2 separate regions of the Zea mays genome follow, and region 1 is linked to region 2. Evidence: chromatin contacts called from public Hi-C data. All regions are on one chromosome and are shown on one strand. The core of a region is the stretch at or near the end of the contact, and the rest is flanking DNA. Distances in the headings are between cores, read along the strand shown.

What was found. A called contact is a pair of places that touch in the nucleus more often than the background predicts.
Region 1: a Hi-C map of ear shows a contact between it and region 2, with 2.2 times the contacts expected there. The contact joins the promoter of LOC100273753 here to the promoter of LOC103631751 in region 2. A contact is called at or near these places in 6 of 25 Hi-C or Micro-C datasets (ear, endosperm, root tip and 2 more).

The regions. Positions count from the first base shown.
Region 1 is chr1:12,916,811-12,919,872 of Zm-B73-REFERENCE-NAM-5.0, forward strand. LOC100273753 (Histone H2A) reads left to right here and starts at 1,466. Exons shown (of 2, transcript NM_001148161.1): 1 at 1,466-1,687; 2 at 1,785-2,316. The coding sequence starts at 1,568. The coding sequence ends at 2,081.
Region 2 is chr1:12,753,794-12,757,255 of Zm-B73-REFERENCE-NAM-5.0, forward strand. LOC103631751 reads left to right here and starts at 1,779. Exons shown (of 4, transcript XM_008653028.3): 1 at 1,779-2,935; 2 at 3,378-3,462. The coding sequence starts at 2,213.

The DNA.
Region 1 (3,062 bases), core at 216-2,715, 160 kb after region 2:
TTTCTAGCAAAGGGCAATTGAGATGATGGGAATTGTGTTCCTAACAAGGCAAAAACACTATGCGAACGATATATATGGTTCATTTTTTGACATGCTTTTCTGATAATCTGGATTCATGAAGAATTTGGATGTAGGAAGAATCTTAATATCGTGGAACTTACGTGCAGAGGAAGATAAAGTTGTTCATATAGTTTAGCGGTGGGGTAACCATAGGGTATGCTGTATATACCACTACATACCCTATGCAAACTGGCAATATACATGTGTGTGTTGTGTGTGGAAAGGAGGAAATTTAGCAAAGCACACTTGTGTCATTATGGGATATAAATATTCATTCATGCGGCTCACATGACGTTTAGATACGACTCACTATCCACCCGACAAAGTAGTACATCTATACGTAATAGGCATACATACTTCATGATATTTTCTTTCCACCTTTTCTAACCCAATCTACTCGATTAGATCTATAGGGATTGGAAGCACCTAGAGGGGGTGAATAGAAGATCCTGCAAAAATACAACAAAAAACACAAACTTGGTTCAAAGTCAGGAGTTAGCGCAAATCTAAAATAAGTTTGAAGCGAGAAAAAGATAGAAAGTCCTTTTCACTTGATTGCTCTTTTAAGATGTAAATTAGACTAAGAGCAATATTTCAAGTAAATTAGATAAATAGGCTAATGGGGCACTTGGATCCATTCATTTTGGAGGAATCAGAAATTACTTAATAAATTAATCTATTTAGCTTGGATTTTGATATTCCACCACTTTCCAGTTCAGATATAACACTATCTTAAATTCATGGGGTGCAATATGAGAAATGATTTTATGTATTAGTAGAATATATTTCTACTCCACAACTTATAGGACGCTATTCGACTCACTCAAAAATAGTAAAAATGTAGCACATAAATATCTCGAATATCTTGTTAATAACAATATACAAATATATTTTATATAAAATAATATTAGCTTAATTGACACGTGTCTAAATTATTATTATTAGAATGAAATTCAATTGCAATGATCCAATAAAAATTATTACAGGGCACCCACCAGTGCCTTGGATTTCACATATTCCCACGTGGCGTTCTTCCCGCGCCCTACGTCCTACATATGGGCGGCCCACAGCACAGGCGGGCCGGGTTCCGTTTTTGCAACTGCGAGCGCGAGGTTTCGACCTGCTCTGGCTGTCTGGGCTCTGGTAGGCCAACTAGTGGGCCAGATATCACCAGCCGGAAATTAGCAAAAATGCTACGGCCTAGCCCAGGTCACCCAGTCACCCTGGTATGCGAAAACGCAAAATTTTCGCGCCACCCAAAAAAATTCGCGCCCGGGAACGAAAACCCGGCGCGCGCGCGCCATCGGGACTCGGCGCCCACCCGATTCAAACCCCAACCCAAAATTTTCCCCTGCGTGGCGCGTTTAAAGACCTTTGCTCCCGCATTGAACAGGGACGGGAGAAAATCTCCAAACGCAGCAGAGCCCCTCGCGCCGCCGGCCTCTTCAGCCTTGCAGCACACCGCCGCCAGCCCGAGTGACCGCTGCAGCCTAGGTTTCCGGCGCCGATGGCGGGTAAGGGAGGGAAGGGTCTGCTGGCGGCCAAGACGACGGCGGCCAAGAGCACCGACAAGGACAAGGACAGGAAGAAGGCCCCCGTGTCGCGCTCTTCCCGCGCCGGCCTCCAGGTACCCTCTCGCTTCTTTTTCTTTCGAATTTCATCTCGATCTGTGCACGCCATATGTTACTCAGATGCTAACTTAAACTGGCGCTTCTTGTTTGCAGTTCCCGGTGGGTCGCATCCACCGCCAGCTCAAGTCGCGTGCCTCTGCGCACGGCCGCGTCGGCGCCACCGCCGCCGTCTATTCCGCCGCCATCCTCGAGTACCTCACCGCCGAGGTCCTCGAGCTGGCCGGCAACGCCAGCAAGGACCTCAAGGTCAAGCGCATCACCCCGCGCCACCTGCAGCTCGCCATCCGCGGGGACGAGGAGCTCGACACCCTCATCAAGGGCACCATCGCCGGGGGCGGCGTCATCCCGCACATCCACAAGTCGCTCATCAACAAGACCGCCAAGGAGTGAATCAAGGCCGTGCTGCTGCTTCTGCCTGACTACAGTCCCATCTCGTTCTGTACTTGTGCAATCTGAGTTTAAGTGCATGTTGGCACAGTTCTAGTAAACTCATCCTGTTCACCTATGCTTCTATCTTGTTAATTTAAGCTCTATTCCGCGAGCTTTTTGGATTGCTGGTATCGTGATTAACGGGTTCGTAAAATTAGTACGTCGAACCTTGCAATTGAATCCGATTGTTTGGTTCTTTTTTTTTGCTATCGTTCTGACGTCGTAGACAGCTATTTAAGCTATTAACCGTAAACGCTGCACAGCTCCACCTCGTCGTGCCTCACCGCCGCGGCTCTGCTCTCCTCCCGGCATACCCGCTCGGGCGCTCTACCTGCTCGTCGTCTCTACCCGCGGCGGTGAGCGCGAATGCTCGTCATTCCCTGGCAACGGCAACTGCGGAACGAGGGGTCGAGGAGGCAGAAGAACAATGTGAGCGTGGAGGACGTGGAGTGCCGAGAATTCTCGGCGAGCACGAAGATTACGACGATGTCCCCGTAGGAACCTTTGCTTCACCACCAGCGACCGGAAGATATCGTCGAGCTCACCCCCTCGTCTTCCTCCATAGCTGCCGCGAACTGTGACAACAGGTGGTGCTTGTCACAGCAGACGCCGTCGCTGACGCCGTGTGATCGCTCCTTTGACTTCATGATCGCCGTTGCGGTCAGGTGGAGCATGCGTGCGAAGGAGATGTCGACGGCGGCGGCGAACGCCTCGAAGAACATGCCACGGTCGAGGCCGAGCGCGTTGCGCACTCGAAGCGCCATATGATCTAATCTGGAGTTGAGGACGGGAGGCGGCGCACGGGCCGACGCGAGCACATCTCTACTACTTAAGAGCGGAGCGTAGGCGTCCACACCACCGCTGTGGTGCACGGTTCTGCCTCCGCGCACCCTGGCCGCCGCGCCGCGATGCCCGCCTATTTCCATCGCCAGCGCGTTCTCC
Region 2 (3,462 bases), core at 529-3,028:
GCTCCGATTCAATCTCGTATCTAGTTCTAGACGAACTGCTTTACAACGAACCCTGCCTCTAACTCTGGGATGATTTCTTCTGCAGATGCGGGCGATAAACTGAAGCTGTGGGTACTATGTTTTCTGAAATGTAAGCCCATCAATAGTGCGTACTGGTTCGACCAATCTTGCTGAACTCCATTGAATTATGTTTGATTATTAGTTGCCATTCCTGTTTCCACATTGCCTTTAGGTTGAGGTCTAGTTTGCCAAGAGTTTTTAATGTATCTGACTTCCCAATATCCAGCAAGTTAGTCATATGATGCTGCGACTTCATCATGGTATCCATGTTTGCCGAGCATCTTGAAGAAAAAGAATAATATCATATCTGACCCCTTCATTCTTCCATCTCTTCTTTATGAGTTGAACTGAAAGTGCCATTACCCAACTACGCAGAAGCACAACCTCCAAACAGAACAGCTAATATTTCACTAAGATAGGGCAGCAGCCCCTTCTGTTATTGAATTCTGCTTGCACATCATGCAACGTGTGTTCAATGTGAACATCCATGTGCTGGTGAGATCTGTGGGTAGCTGTAGTGTCCTCGACCTATGTATGGATTAGCATTGTAGAATTTGTCACCATGTCAACGTATTGATTACATGATTTTGTTAATTGGATTATGTCACACTTAGTGGAGGCAGGGGGCCTAAACCAGACAGCATCTAATGAATCTGTAGCTTTTAATAATGATCACCTGTGTCAGGGATTCAGTAGGCTCCATTTACTTCTTCCCTGTCTGATTCTTCCCTATCTGATGATACATACTAGTCAATTACAAAAGTAAACCATTACAAATTGCAACAATGAATCTGGGTTTCTTCCCCTCTGTGTCCTTTCCTCCCTGCTTCCTACTCCACTAAGCCGGTTCATTAGTCCAAACGTGAAATTAGTTAGCAATTAGTAGGTTCTAAGTAGCTAGGTGATAGACTGCTAATAAAGTAAGCTCTGAAGATCCTTGTGGATCTTATTTTTAAACAAACGGGTTGACGTAGGCTGTCTGTCAAAGCACCCCAGAATGTCCCAGTTCAGGACCTTGTACCTGCCAGCAATTTTCTGCTATATATTCAGAAGAAAGCCCATCTGTATATATAATTTCTGCCCCATGTGTGGATATATATGGGGCAGCAGTACCCATGCTTATCATTCAGAGAACAAGGAGATTAGTGATTACTGGTTGGATGATGGTTGGATGAACAGAGACAAAGGACCACTTTGAAGGATCCGTCTTAAGATCCGCGGAAACTACACGGGAAACAATGTTCATGCATATGCTGGCAATGGCGCCTACACGATTAGCCTGTCGAAATGCAGTGCATTGCATGACAGGATCTCATATCAGATTTGATGATCTCTGAGTTCTAGGAGTTCCTGCTGAGGAGCACACATCTTGTAGTTCTAGCTAGGGGGAAAAAACCCCCCAAAATATTACTAGAATAGAGGAGAAAAAACTATTATTTTTTTGGTCCTTGAAAGATTGGTGGCAATCATTCCAACAGTGGTGATAAAAATGGTCCATGTACGGGCTTGTTCGGTTAGCTCTCAATCCATGTGGATTGAGCGGGATTGGATGGGTTTGAATCCCAAACAAGTCAAACTTCTTCACAATTTTTTCCAATCCCATCCTATCCATATGTATTGGGAATAACCGAACAAGCCCTACAATGTAAGCAGTCCACCAGTCCTTTTACATTTCACATCCCCTTATATATAGGGGAGAGGGACCCTCGCCGGCTAGTATAGCCTGAGGAGCTCACTAGGCCTTTTCATTTTTTTTCAACTCCCCTCCGTGCTTCCGCTGTCACTGTAGTGCATGCAAGAGGAGTGGTAAAAAGAGACGTTGCCTATACCTTGAGCTACCTCTCATCCATCAGAGCTGAGCGAGACAGGGAGTGTGTGTGTGATGCAACGGATGGTGTCCATCGTCCTTTCCTATGACTAGGAGGAGTCAGCTGCTAGCTAGTGTTGCGTCGTCCATCGCATCACCTGCTTGCTTCCGTTGCCGGTGCTTTGCAATACATACGTCTTGCAAGAGCTGAGCTAAGCTGAGCTGAGAGACGGCTTGCATTTGGTGTTGTGTGCCTAGCTAGCTACATATATTCTGTAGCTAATAAGCTAAGCTTTAGCTCATTGGTGGGGTGCTTGTATTGGCTTGTTGCACCGGCCGGCCGCCATGCAGGGGCAAGTTGCTGGTGACGACGCAGGTGGTGCAGGCAGCCCTAGCAGGCGGCGGGAGAGCTCGGCCGCCGCGCGCTTGGTGCGTGGCCCCATCATCGTCGGCGCGGGGCCGTCCGGGCTGGCCGTGGCGGCGACGCTGAGCCGGCACGCGGTGCCCTTCACGGTGCTGGAGCGTTCCGACGGCATCGCCGACCTGTGGACGAACCGCACGTACGACCGGCTCCGGCTGCACCTCCCCAAGGTGTTCTGCGAGCTCCCGCACGCCCGCTTCCCGGCCGACTTCCCCACGTACCCGACGAAGCACGACTTCCTCCGGTACCTCCGCTCCTACGCCGCGCGCTTCGCCGTGGCCCCGCTGTTCGGGCGCACGGTGACCTGCGCGCGGTACGACGCGGAGGCGTCGCTCTGGAGGGTCACGGCGGTGTCGTCGTCGTCGACTGCCGCGGGCGGCGGCGCGGCGGCGGAGACGACGACTGAGACCGAGTACGTGTCGCCGTGGCTGGTGGTGGCCAGCGGGGAGAACGCGGAGGTGGTGGTGCCCACGGTGAAGGGGAGGGAGAGGTTCGGCGGGGAGGTGCTGCACTCCAGCACGTACAGGAGCGGGGAGAGGTTCAAGGGCATGAGGGTCCTGGTCGTGGGCTGTGGCAACTCCGGCATGGAGATGTGCTTGGACTTGTGCGAGCACGGTGCCATGCCCTTCATGTCCGTCAGGAGCGGGGTAAGTTACCAGCAGCTAAGCTAGCCCTCTTTTTCCATCTTCTTCCTTCCTATATATATTAATCCTCTAGCTACTAGCTGCTTAATTATATATCAGCTTGCTATATACATAATACTGTTGGACACACTTGTTGATCCGAGTTTCATGTACTCCGACATACATTGTTGCCATTTATCTTACTTGATCACGTCATATCTCTAGTCGCTATCTATTTTTAAGAAATTTAAAAAATGCAGTAACCTTTCAGTTTTCTAGCTATATAGAACTGTGATATTTATATATAATATGTTGCATTGCTAGTCATTAATATATAATTCCATGAAGAAGTGAATAGGTTCTATATATGTGTGTGTGTATGGCTTTTATTACTACTGTGTACTGGAGCTTAATCATATATGGACCAATAATGCGCATCGTATGTCGTGCTTATGAAACGAAACAGGTGCACGTTCTGCCGAGAGAGATGTTCGGGGCCTCAACGTTCGGCATCGCCATGAAACTGCTCCGATGGCTGCCGATCAAGATGG